2 separate regions of the Canis lupus genome follow, and region 2 is linked to region 1. The links are chromatin contacts, called in public Hi-C maps. All regions are on one chromosome and are shown on one strand. The core of a region is the stretch at or near the end of the contact, and the rest is flanking DNA. Distances in the headings are between cores, read along the strand shown.

What was found. Hi-C and Micro-C count contacts between places; a contact is called where the count stands out from the background.
Region 2: a contact with region 1 is called in a Hi-C map of blood, with 2.0 times the contacts expected there. The contact joins the promoter of ARV1 here to the promoter of C4H1orf131 in region 1. A contact is called at or near these places in 2 of 9 Hi-C or Micro-C datasets (both in blood).

Annotation. Positions count from the first base shown.
Region 1 is chr4:8,564,740-8,571,518 of UU_Cfam_GSD_1.0, reverse strand. It overlaps C4H1orf131, which reads right to left and starts at 2,217. Exons shown (of 7, transcript XM_038533920.1): 1 at 2,087-2,217; 2 at 864-1,210. The coding sequence starts at 2,174. It overlaps GNPAT (dihydroxyacetone phosphate acyltransferase), which reads left to right and starts at 1,586. Exons shown (of 16, transcript XM_038533917.1): 1 at 1,586-1,748. The coding sequence starts at 1,728.
Region 2 is chr4:8,800,135-8,807,198 of UU_Cfam_GSD_1.0, reverse strand. It overlaps ARV1 (protein ARV1), which reads left to right and starts at 1,641. Exons shown (of 6, transcript XM_038533933.1): 1 at 1,641-2,030. The coding sequence starts at 1,827. TTC13 (tetratricopeptide repeat protein 13) reads right to left here and starts at 1,560. Exons shown (of 24, transcript XM_038533928.1): 1 at 1,265-1,560. The coding sequence starts at 1,532.

The DNA.
Region 1 (6,779 bases), core at 968-3,467:
ATTTATCCTAACACTGTGATTTATGGAGAATACCTGCTTTTATTCTAGGGGTCTAGAGCTTTAGTAACTAAGGTCAGTCTGCATGTCTACATAACTGACCTCTAACAAAAACCGTGGACACCCAGGCTGGGGTTGAAAGTGGTTAGCAACACTTCCCACATACTGTCAGAGGACACTGCTGGGGATATGAAACATCCCATGCAACACCACTGGGAGGGGATATCTAGACACTTGCACTTGGTTTCCTCTGGCCTGACCCAATCAGGCTTTTCCCTTCACTAGCTTTCACTCTGTATCCTTTTGCAGTGGTAATTTGTACCTGTGATGATGACTACATGCTGAGTGTTGAGTCCTGTGAGTGCTTTTAGCAAATCCTCAAGCTTACGGGTGGTGCTGGGGACACCTGACGTGGTCTATATAGAAACTAGAAACTCATCTAGCGGTGCCTGGCTGGCTCGGTCCCTACAGCTTGCAACTCTTGATCTTGGGGTCATGAGTTCAAGCCCCATGTTGGGTGCAGAGATAAATAAAGAAAAACTTATCTTTCTAATTTTTTTAATAAAAACTTTTTTAAAAAAAGGTTTTATTTACTTAAGAGAAAGAGAGAGAGATTGCACATGCCTGTATGAGCAAGGGGAGGGGCAGAGGGAGCATGAGAAGCAAGCTCCTGGCTGAGTAGGGAGCCCATTGTGGGACTCAATCCCAGGACCCCAGGATCATGACCTGAGCCAAAGGCAGACACTTCACGGACTGAGCCACCCAGGTGCTCCCCGCAAAACTCTTTTAAAAAAAAAAGGAAAAGATACTTATCTAAAACTGTGATATCAGGGTTTTCACCATATACATATAAACCAACTCATTACCTGCATGTTCTCATTTCGATCTAGCTTCTCTTTTCTTTTTTTATTCCTGCTGTGAAATTCTATCACTTCTACTTGCTCCCTGCTGTTCTTCAGGGTTGAGGGTGATGCTGCAGCACAAGGGACTTCTGGTCCTGAAGGGGGTTCTGCGGGGGTCACAGCAGGAGTGCACTGCAGCTCTTCTTGGAGTTCCTTGAAGAAGCTGGAAGCACTCTTCCTTTGGCCTCTTACAAGAGAACCAGGTAGGGGAGCTGGCTCTCCTGTCACTGCCGCTGGGGTCCCAGCATCTCTCTTCTTGTTTTCTCCTTTCTTTTTGCTCCTTTTCTGTTCTGCTTCATATTGTGTTTCTCCTGTTTGTTCAAACGCAGAGTGGAAAAAATAAATCGCTTTGGTTTTATCAAATCGTTAAATCACATGAATGCGCTTAGGTGCGAGCCAGGGCTATCCGCACCCAGAAATACAAAGAAAAAAAAGTTTTATTTTTCTTCAAATGGGGCTGTAGTTGCACAATTATTTTTTACTGTTTAAGCAAGCTCAGAATTTCGACCAATGGCTCCACGCTAAAACAGATCTTGCAGTATCAGGTTACAAATTTAAGAAATGTTTGCTCCTTAAAGTCCCTAATGCCTTGGCTCTCTGCGTTGTGTGTACAAGGGATGTCCTCTGACGTGGAGCAGGTTCTCAGAACGCGTGGAACCGCCTTCTGGCTGAAGTGCCAGGCGGCTGCCAATCTGTAATAACTTTCTATTTCCTTTTCCCCAGGCCAGATTGAAGGAGAGCACAGACTGGCCAGCTTGGTATTAGAAAAGGCTGTGAAAAGCTTTACGTGAAATCATCTAAGAAGTCTGCGGAGAGGCACCCTGAAGGATGGAGCTGGGCCGAGACAAGGTGGTGCCGACGCCCCGGGGGCACGCGGGGCGGGAGGGTGGCGCCGGGAGGGCGGGCTGCCCAGCGGGCCGCGAGACTGACAGGGTGGGCTGTTCCGGGAGCCCAGGCCCCGCGCGCATCGCCGTGCTTAGACGGGCCCCTTGGCGCCCACACACAGGGACGACTCGGGTGTCTGATCCCTGGGTAACAGAGCCCGATCACCGCAGCGGTGTGTGCCGGACCCATCCGGGGACCCAGGTCGGAGGCGCTGGGGCTGCTCAGCCTGCGGGAACCTTTAGCCTGAACGCCCAGGGCGGCCCAGTCCGCTCTCCACGTGGGCGCCGAGGCCCCGCACTCACCAAAGTCGTAGAGGTTCCGGAGCAGGGCGTCCAGGAGGGCCCGAGAACCGGCGGGCGCGCGGGCCCCCGGCCCCGGCTCCTGAGCCATGCGGGCCGCCCCGCCGCGCTCAGGCCCCGAGCCCGCCGACACCCGCGCCTCGCGCGGCCCGCACTTCCGACTTCCGACGCGGTGCGCGAGCGCGCGCGTCGCAGGTCCCGGCGCGGCTTCCGTCCTAGTTAAGATGGCGGCGCCCGGGGTCCTGCGGAGCGGCAGCGGAGGGTGCCGCCGCCCCAGGCGAGGTCGGGCCGCCCTGCGCGGAAGAACCGCCCCCAGCAGCGGCAGCACCACCACCGCCTAGCAAAGAATGTCAGGCCCCGCCCGGGACGGCAGCCGCACCATGGATTCTTCCAGCTCCTCTAACTCCCGTTTCTCCGTCGGCTCCGCCAGTCCCGGCGCTGTCGTGCTCCTCTACTCGGTAGGCGCCCAGGGGAAAGAGGCCCGGGGCGGGGCCGCCGGAGAGGACTCCACCCGCCCGGCCCCGGCCTCCTGCGGGCCACGACCCCTCCGGCCCCCCGGCTCCCGAGAGTGGGTTCCGGGGCCGCGCGGGAGGGGTTGGGTGCTTGACTTGGTTTCCAAGGCAACGGGGTATCGGTGCGTGTGTAAGTGTGTGTGCGCTTTTAGAAGTTTCTATGGGTGGTGGCTCCGGTGGTTCCTTTCCACTCATTCCTTCTCGTACCCTCCGCCAGGCACGGGGCCTTCAGAGAGCCCCCGATACCGGAACGCGACGCGAGAATGGACCGTTCCGCCCCTGGCGAGGGCCAGCCTTCGGGTAAACCCGAGAGACCTGCGGGTCCGACCCGGCGGCAGAGGCATCAGCCTGCGGCTCCCCGCCCCGCCCCGCCCTGCTGCTGCCGCGGTCCTGGGAGAAAAGTGTTGGGCTTGCATGTGGGCATAGGATTCGAAAGACGGAAAGTCTTTAATCTAGGAAGATTTGGAACTTCCGGAAATTTTTATTGCGTTTTTGTCTTCCATCCGTACTTTTTGCAGTAGTCATTTCGGAAGACAGGCATCTTCCGAGAGGCCACCCAGCCTCTCCACAGCTTGCCTCCCGGCCCCCCGCACCCCTACGCCCCTCCCGATTTTCACCGATCTTTTTTGCCACCGGAATGTTGGTCACTCACAATTTATGTGAAGAAATTATGAGGTAAACGGTTTGTAGTTCTCAAAATTGCACAATTGTGGGGCAACTGATCTTTTTTTTTTTTTTAACCACTAAATTATGTCTACAGGGATATTAAAAGAATACATTTTAAAAGCACGTTACTGTGTCCAGGTTAGTGGCAGTCTCTGACTTAAATACAGTATTAATTTGTGTAGGAAGATCACAGCAGCAAAAAGACAAGAGAAGGTAAACAAAAATCTCAGTTTCAAAAGAAGCGATATAGAGGGCTACCTTCACATTGGGACACCAGTATTCTTTGGAACTTGGGGAAACTTCTCTTTCCTTGATGTGGAGAGCTCTGGGTTTGTAATTGCTGTCAACTGTCCACTTGTGTGAGGATTATTACTTTAACCTCTCTCCTCATTGACCTTTTCATTCCACATCTGTGGTAGAACTATTTTGACCTCATTTTCTGACTGCTAATCCAGAGCCAGCACATGTAGGGGAGCCGGTTGCTGTGTAGATCTGACTCGCTGTAAGTAGCTTTCTCAGCCCCCAGCTGGTTTGTGAGTTGATGGTAATTTTGCAGAAAGAGTAGGGGTTTTTTACTTCCTCATTTACCAATGGTTCTTTCATGAGAACACTTCTGTAAACTTTTTCACATGAAAAATTAAGGCAATTGTATGTGAGCTTTTTCTGCTTCTGAATCTGGCCAGAGCCCTCACTGGCTCACCTCTCAGGATTGTGTCCTCTACTTTCATGATAACCTGAACTTTTTCTTACTCTTTCAGGCTGTTCTTATTTCCTCAGCCTCCGTTATTGTGCAATACTCCACCTAATGTGAGAGTAGTGCTTAGGGATATTTAAGATACTCCTGATTGCAGCAAACATTGCAGCATCCTACTCGTCATACTCATTACTCTCAATGTCTGAGATATGGAAGTAAAAGATCCAGCCCTTGCCTCTGTGGACTTGAAGTCATGGAAATAAGCAATTACAGTTGAGATAAGGGCAATGATGGAATCATGCCAGTATGTTGTGGGAGGAATGAAAAGGAGCACCTGACTTGTCCAGGGCTTCAGGGTTTTTAAGAAAAGGTGACACCTGAGCTGACTTTTTGAGGTGTGAATGGGAGATAAGGGAGGAGAGGAAGGCTGGCCTAGGCATCCATGTAAGAAAGCCACTTGCATGTTTGGGAGGACCAAGTAGTTAGATAAGGGTGGAATAAGGAGACATGAGAAACAAAACTAAGGAGGTATCTGAAGATATTTCCTAAGGGGGCTTTATATATTATGTTTATACACCATTAAAGATAGAATCTTCACTTCCTAAGGGAACATTTCAGGATTATCAAATTTGTGTTTCATTTGTTTTGTTTTTTTGTTTTTTTGTGTTTTTTTTTTTTTTAAGATTTTATTGATTTATTTGACAGAGCCCAAGTTGGTGGCAGAGGGAGAGGGAGAAGCACACTCCCTGCTGAGCAAGAAACCTGATTCAGGACTCCAGGATCATGACCTATGCTGAAGGCAGATGCTTAACTGACTGAGCCACTCTGGTCCCCCCAGATTTGTATTTTTGGAAGTCTAAGAAGACTAGGTTGCTAGAGTGGTTAGTTGTGTGGATAACCTTTACTTGAGTAGAGACTGTAGGAGGAGAATCTGATTGGAGAAGGAATCTGATACCAAAAGCACGGAGATCAGAACACTATTACAGTAATTCAGAGAAGTGATGAAAGCCTGAGGCAATGGCAGTGAGCCTAGGGAGAGAGAGGATGGGTGAGTTTGTGTGATCTTTAGGACAGTTGAATGCAGTGGCTAAGGAAAAGGAGGTGGGTGGATGTTGCTGCCTTTTGCTGATAGGAAATCTGGGGAAAGGAACAGGTATAGTCAGGGTAATATATTTCAGTTTGGAATGTGTTCAGTGTGAGATGCAAGTGGTAAAATTAATGATTTCGAACTTACAGATTGCTGTGTTATGGACCAGATACATCACAAGGTGTTTGGGAGATACCCAAATAGAATTAGAAATATGGTACCGGAGCAAAGGAGGAAGGTCTGGCCTAAATACATGGATTTGTCAGGCATCAGCAAGTAGACTGTATGTGAAGCCATAGGTCTGCTTGAAATCTTTCAATGAGACGACAGAATGAAAAGAAGACTGGGAGTAGATAATTACTGTACCCAGAACCCAAATTATGGCTTTCTTTTAGAGTCTGAATGAAAAATCGGGACTCCTTACAATGTCTTACAAGACTGCATGATTGATTCCTCCCTGATTTTGCTCACAGGGCTTCAACCACACTGGCCTTCTGTTCACTGTTCCCTCTGTATGGCATGCCGTTTTCCCAGGAATTTACATTTGCTACCCTCTCCCCTGTTTTTTTTTTTTTTTTTTTTCTTTTTTTCAGTCCCAGCTCAGATATCTCTCAGAGAGGCCTTACCCAACCATCCAATCTAAAGTAGCTCTCCAGGGCAGCCTGGGTGGCTCAGCGGTTTAGCTCCGCCTTCAGCCCAGGGCGTGATCCTGGAGACCGGGGATCGAGTCCCACATCGGGCTCCTTGCATGGAGCCTGCTTCTCCCTCTGCCTGTGTCTCTGCCTCTCTTTCTCTGTGTCTCTCATGAATAAATAAATAAAATCTTTAAAAAAAAAAATAAAGTAGCTCTCCAGTCCCTCCTCCTTACTGTATTTTCTTTGTATTCCCATTCCAGTGTTGTACTACGGTAGTCTTGTACTGACTCTCAAAGCTGATAGATAAATTTTCATGACGTTAAGAGCACATTGGTGGAACACAGCTATTATCAAAAAGTAAAAATTAAGTTTTATAAATTTACAGTTAAATAAATTCTGTTAAAAACAAAACTAATAAATGCTCAAAACTCAACGCTTCCTAATTATTTTCATTAGATTTTACTGTTACCTCTGCTTTCAAGTTTATGTCTGTCAGACTGTAAGATGGAAATCCTATGTAATACTGGTTACTCCCTATCTGTCCCCAGATCGGTGTTCAGTGAGATCATGCTGATAGCTTCAGGTCTGCCATGGGGGGAGTGTAAATACGACAGAAATCAACAAATGCTAGAAATCAGGGCTCTTGCGTAGTTAAACATCCACCAGCATGCTACTGCTAGTAGGCCTAAGTAAAACTTGTTTATTTGTTGTCTGTCTTTCCTGAAGGGAGTGTAAACTCCCTCAGTACCCAGTTTTTGTCTGCCTTGTTCATGCTTTATTCGTGGCCTGTAGAACAGTGCCTGGTACATTGTGCGCTCTCCGTAACTGTCTGTGGAATGAATGGATACTCCAGAGCCGTCAGCAGGGAGGTACAAGGAGAAGCCTGTTTAGCTACAGATGAGGGGCTGCTATAAAAATTTAGAGAAACAAGGGGGGGAAATAACCTAAGTCTTTCTGGGACTCCTCTCTGTATTGTGCTCCTACATGAGTAGCCATGTAAATATATTTATTTTATGATGGTAAATACTTCTCCCTCATGGTTTACGGAAGGTCAATGAATGAGTAGTTAACATTCAACCCGACCTGCATGTAGGAGTCACTT
Region 2 (7,064 bases), core at 392-2,891, 240 kb before region 1:
TTAGGTAACAGTGTCTTCCAATTTAGAGGAGGCAATTTTGCAAAGACAAGCAATCAACGTGTTCAGAGAGTCACAGAGGGCGTCAGGGGTAAAAGCCGATCCCTTCCCACCCTGCAACGCAGGCCATGTTTTTTACACCGTTACTAGCCAAGGCCTACCTCGAAATAAAGAAGTCACATACCCTCCAGCGGGTGAGACTTCCTTAAGGCAGTCAGATTGTGCTTAAAGGAAATCAGAGTGTGCTAATCTTTGACATTGCATCTGTCTTCCGAGTCACACAATAGTAGAGAACGCTGCTGTCAGGCCCTAGAAGGAACCAGCCAGCTTCTGGTGAGTTTGAGTTAGGCAGACCCAGCTAAGCAACGCCTTCAGGGAATTCGGGGGAAGAGGAAAAGGACGGGAAGGGGAAAGGAAGGGGAGGGATTTGAAGGGCGAGAGACCCACCGGAGAATCTCAAAACAAAACAAAAGAAACTGCGGACGCGTATTCTGCTCCTGAGGCGTCTGCCATGATTTCCTAGACTGACGGCAACAGCGCCCACCCCCGTGACTGGGCGCGCCGCGACCCTCGATCCGCGACCCTCGATCCTCGAGCCGAAGCACACGCAGCTCTGACGCGCGGGCCCGAGGCCTGCGGAGCCCCTCCTGCCCTCTGGGAGGCACAGGCCAGGTCACAGGTCCGTCTTCGATAACTGGAAGCAAGAGGTCAACGAGCAGATCAAATGGGCTCGCTCTTGTGTTCCCTCGTTTCCCTCAGGCAGCAGATCTTTAGAGGTCGCGTGTAATACAAGACAGCAACCCGGGAGGTCAGAACACCTGATTTCCGGGCGTCCGCTGTCCGGCACCGGCCCCACCGCGGGCGCGTCCTCCTTGGTCCGTCGGCCCCTCCCTCGCCGCCCCCGCACCCTCGGGGCCCGGGGCGGGCACCGGCCACTGGCCATCTCCTCTTCCACCCTTCCAGCAGTCGGCAGGCCTCCGGAGAGGCCGCTCTGGCCGCAGGGACACGCTGTCAGCCCTTTTCCCCATTCGCCACCCTCGCCACGGCGGTACGACAGGAGGGCGCGCAGCGGCGCGGGTGCGAGCGGCGGGAAGCGGCCCCAGCGTGACACCCGGCGGGGCCGGCTCCCGCGGGAACACACGCCGCGCGGCGGCTGGCGGCTGGCGGCTGGCGGCTGGCGGCGGCGAGGCCCGGGCCCGCCCGCAGTCCCCACGGCCCCGCCGCCCCGCACGCCCGCCCGCCGCCGCCGCCGCCGCCGCCCACTCACCGCCACACTCGACCGAGTACTGGTCTCCCCAGTCCCCGGACTGCGGGCTGCAGCCGCCGCCTGCCGGGGCCTCCTGCTGCTGCCGGTGCTGCAGCTCCTGCTTGAGCAGGGACAGCGGCGAGTAGTGCTCGGTGGCCAGGGCGCCCGGGCGCGGCCCGGCGGACAGGACCCCCAGCAGCAGCAGCACCAGGACGCGCCGGACGGCGTCCGCGGCGGCCACAGCGCCGCCCCAGCAGCAGTAGCAGCAGCAGCAGCCGGCAGGTGCCATCTTTCCTCAAGGCGCATGTGCGGCGGCCCTCGCCGCACGCTGCGGCCTCTCGGCCTGAACCCGCGGCGGGCAGGTGGGCCGTGGCAAGGGGGCGGGGAGGGGGAGTGGCGTTGCCTGCTGGTAGTTGTAGTCCCAGCTCGGCCCGCCGCGAGCTCCCTCTCTGGGACTGAGACTACGAATCCCAGCAAGCACCGCAGGGGACAGGCTTTCCGGTCTGATTTCTGACGTTCCCCGCCGCCCCCACGCACCCGCCCCGCCACTGAATCGGAAGTTCCCGGGTGCAGTTGCGTGGAAATGGGCACGGGTGGGCGGAGTGGGCTACGGCCGGGCAAGGGGAACCCAGAAGGGGTGGCCGCGGGCAAGGGGAATGCGGAAGGGGTTGCAGCAGCGCCTACTGCTGCCTCGGCGCCCTGCCAGTACAGGTGCATCGAATGCAACCAGGAGGCCAAGGAGTTGTACCGAGACTATAACCACGGAGTGCTGAAGATAACCATCTGCGTGAGTTGTCAGCTGTGGGGTGGCCTTGGGCGGAAAATGGCGCTGCGGGATCTGGGGGCCGTGGGAGGCGATGGGATCTATATAGCAGCTTTTTAGGACAGTAAAAATCAACGAGTTTCAGGGTCCTCCAATATAGTCCTCAGCTCGATGCTTGGCATACCTGTCCGGGATCAGTGGAGCTTTTACACGGCTACCTATAGTGAAAACTCACCATCCCACGGCGGTTTGCTGGTGAGACTTAACGCTGCGAACGGATCCTCGAAGATTATGTTGACATTGGAGTTCACGCCCAGGCTTTTTAGGTCTTAGACATTCTCCCTTTCATAGATAAACATTGTCATCCTTATGGTCCATAACCTGTATCAAATTTTCCTGAATTTCAGGTTTCATCCTTTGTGGTTATTGAATCCACAGTATGTGTTGTGTGCAGAGCACTAAGCTTGACGTTTGGTGATACGAAACCCAAAAATGAATGAAGATATTGCTTTCAGTACGTTCGTAGTCTATAGAGAATAATTTGATATTTAAAAGGTCCCAAAATTGGAGGTTCTTCTGGAGGTATTAGCAAAGAACCTGCCGTGTAATAGGCAGTCAGTCCGTTTTTGTCCCATTTCTGATCTCCTGACGATTTTCTAATAATGATCTTCGTGAGAAAAACATGGCCTGGGGATCCCTGGGTGGCTCAGCGGTTTGGCGCCTGCCTTTGGCCCAGGGTGTGGTCCTGGAGTCCCGGGATCGAGTCCCACGTCAGGCTCCCTGCATGGACCCTGCTTCTCCCTCTGCCTGTGTCTCTCCCTCTCTCTGTGTCTATCATGAATAAATAAATAAATCTTTAAAAAAAAATGGCCTGTAATATTATGAGAGTAGACAAAGCATGAATGTGTACCTATTTAATCTGTTGTCAACTGACATAATCACTGTTCCTCTCTCAAGTGGTTTCCCTCACTTGGCAAAATTTCAACTCTGATTAAATCCCACACACTGTCTGATCTGTCTCCTCACCCTGAGGAAAAAACATCTAAATTCATGACCACTAACCTCATGTAGCCCTTGATGCCATCTGGCCATCAGTTACATTTTACTAATCTATTCATGTTCCCAATCTGATGAACCATCCCGACAAACCTCTCAGGTTTCCCATACCCTGCTTTGCTAAAAAACAAGAGAGAGAAAGAGAGAGAACTTCCATAAGCTTTGCAAACACAGAAACCTAGTACTACCACCCGTTATCATACACTCTGTCTTCCTTCCCTCCTGTTAGAGTGGATGAGCTGTCCACAAATCTAAAATCAGTGTGCCCTTGTGCAACTAGATCCCACCCATCCTTTTCCATTTACTTAGGGACATCCCTGCAGCAATACTCTTCTGCTCTCCTCTGGATCATTATCACCAGTGTATGTACTAAGTCTTTCTTTAAGTTAAAAAAAAACACACACACACACTCTTCATCTCACTGGCTCCTTTAGCTCCTCCTCATTTCCCTTCCCTTTGACAGCAACGTCCTTTAAGAGATATTTGTACTCGTTTATTTCCTTTACTACTTTCTCTTGAATCAACTTCAGACACGCTTTCTCCCCACCCACCATTTCACTAGAAACTGTTCTTAAGATCGTGATCACTGACGTCTACTTTGCTAAATCCCATAGTCCATTCTCAGTGAACTGTCAGCAGCATTTGACCTTACTACTTCCCTCTGGAAACACTGTGTGCGTTTGCCAGGACACCAGACTCTTCTGGTTTTATCTTACTGGCTATTCTTCTCAATCTCATTTCTGGTCCTGCCTCACCTGCCTCAACCTCTTAGACATGGAGTACCCTAAGTCTCCCTAAGTTCTTGGGCCTCTGTCTGTCTACACACTCTCCTTTGAGGAGCTCATTCTGGTTCATGGCTTTAAATTCCATCTAAACGTTGACAGTTCCCAAACTTAAACCTCTAGCCTGAACCTTTTCCTTCAACTCCAGACACAAGTATCCAGCTACCTACCTGATCTCTCCAATTGGATTTTTATAGTTACATCTAACTTTCACAGTTAATGGTAACTTTAGTATTTTAGTTCCTGTCCAAAATACCTTGGAGTTATACTTGATTCCTCTTCCACATTCCTTGTTTGCTTGACAGATTTTGTCAGCCCTGTCTTCAGATTATGTTCAGAATCCACTGCTTTCTGCCACCTCTACAACCATGATTCATGCTGTCATCATGTCTCACTTGGATTATTATCCTAATTCTTTTTTTTTTTTTTAATTTTTATTTATGATAGTCACACACACACAGAGAGAGAGAGGCAGAGACATAGGCAGAGGGAGAAGCAGGCTCCATGCACTGGGAGCCCGACGTGGGATTCGATCCTAGGTCTCCAGGTTCGCGCCCTGGGCCAAAGGCAGGCGCTAAACCGCTGCGCCACCCAGGGATCCCTATTATCCTAATTCTTAAACTATGTCACCCCTGCACCTCTTCAGCCTCCTTACACAGTAGCCAAACTGTGGCTTTTAAAATGTAAGTTAGATCATGTCATTCGCTTTCTCAAACCTTCCAGTGATTTTCCATCTCACTCAGAGTTGCACTGGCTGTAAGGCCTGTGTAGTCTCCTGCTACTTTTCCCTTACTCTACTGCAATTCCATTGCCTCCTGATAGTTCTTAAACCAGTTTCCTTCCTTAGGACTTTTGCACTGTGTCTAACATGGCTAATTCCTCCCTCACTTCCTTCAATTATTTTTAACATCTCAGAGAGGCCTACTCTGACCACCCTATTAATGATTCCCCCTACTTAGTCTGGTGTACCACCGTATCACCTCTCCCTGCTGCATCTTTCCCAGAGCACCTGTCATCTTTGAATAGTCTTTACAGTTGGCTTATATGTTATTTATTACCTGTCTCCCCCCACTGGAATATAAGCCATACAAGGACAAAGAGTATGTATAATTTATTTGTTAATATAGCTGGCTCACCCAAGACATGCCTGACACATAGTAATAAGTACACAATAAATATTTGCTAGATGAATGAACCATTCTTAGGTTTTTAAATGGTCATATCCTTGGCCAACCTGGTACAAGGGAGAGAACAGTAAAAGATATGCCATCTAAAAATAACGACTTCTGGACTGGCCCAATTAAATGATCAATCTTAGAGATGACAGCCACATAACTGTGAATAAAGCTGTAACTGTCTCTGCAGTTAAATTAGTTATCTTTAATGATATAAATGAATCTTTATTTTTTTAAATCATTGGCATTTAACAAAATCCTTCTAATCATCAGATGCTGGCTTCTCTAGAATTCTGTTTGGAATATTGAAGGGTGCAACAGTACATTATTGTACACAGACATTCCCTGATGACATTGAGTGTGTAATATCCTCATTTTTATCATGATAACACATACTAATATGCATAGTGGCATTAGTCAGGTAAAATCATTTAGTTGATGCTAGACTCAGAAAATTAAATTGTAAATAAATTAAAAAAAGAAAATTAAATTGTAAAATAATTTTATGAAGGTTCTCCCAAGTGATGAGAGTAAAAAGTAAAAAGTTTATAGACGTCAGGCTATATGTTTTGAAAAAATAGCCAAAGTTTCTATAAGCTGGTAACTCATACATTGTCTCTTAGCTGGTGTATTTGGAGTCAGCAGTACACTCAGCCTGATCTCCTCCCTGTATTTCTCAGCCGAATCTCCCTTCTCTTTCTCTTTGCTCTTCCTGTTTTTCCATTGCCATTCCTTCCCACTTGCCCCTCTGTGTTTCTTTTTCTTTTCTTTTTTTTTTTTTTGCCCCTCTGTGTTTCCCTAATTTTTCTCCATCTAATGGAAGTATGTCCTTTGCTTTTAGCCACTCCTTCTCATCCAGCTTTAGTTTAGTATAATTATGTGTAAAGATATAGTACTTTTGATATTCTGTACTGCCTAGACTATTTTATATGCTCATATTTGATAAATTCACAATGATAACAAATCAAGACTCCCTTGAGATTTTCCTAAACTTCGAGTCTGTTCATATACTACAGTATTCAGCTTCTACCCTTAGATGCTGGATGCAAAGATGAATAAGACACTGTCCTGCCCTTTAGGATTTTAAAATGTAGGGGGTTCCACTTTCAAGATATGTGTTTGCTTATTGTAGAGCTAAAATGAAACAGGTTTGAGAATGAGTGGGGAAGAGGATAGCCCTAGAGATAATGGGGAGGAAGAAGCAGAAAGAACATCCACAGAATATTGGCCAGTTTATATTCTAAAAGAGATATGATTCACTAGAGAACTGAAGAACATAACAGCAGAAAGTAATCTATATCCACGGTGAGATAAAAGTGGTAGAAGTTAGGAGTTTCTGGGGTATACATGGTACCCGTGCTGTAGGGATTTCTTAGAGGACAACTTTCTCTTTCAGGATATTTGTCTAGTAAGTGGAACAATTTTGCCAAAATCAGAAAACATATCTAAATGTTGCCATCTGCCACTAAAATGTTTTGCTACATTTGTATATGGTTTCCCTCCTTACATTTAAGGTGAAAGAAGCACTCAAGGAAAAAGTGAATAATTGAAGAAGAACAAGGAAAAATTAGCCTGAAACTGGTAGGGAACCAGCAGACTCTAATGAATTCTCAATGTTTATAAAATACTCAGAATGCTAGGAAAGGGAAGATGGGCATTGCAGGTAACAGCACATGAGGCCAGAAGCCACTTCTATTTAGGTTCGTGTCACCCCGTGTTCATTCCATTATACAGGGTGATATAAGCGGCCGCTTACAGGTGCAGGCTTACTCACCTTCCTCTTCTAAATTATAAAGTCCTGAAGGATAGAGACTTATTTCTCAGAGTGAATCTAACACCTTGAAAGTGCCTGGTCCATAAAAACGGCTAAGCAAAGAGAGCTGTTCTAATGAATGTTGTAGCACTCCAAACATATTTGTCAGACAAGTGATTGCAGGGGAAAATCTGGCCTGCTGTGTCTCCCGGTGCTGGTTTCTGCCTACTTCCTTCTAAAAATTGCCTGAATCCTGGCATAGACTTGCAGTGTCATGAGATGGGTTTTAGGG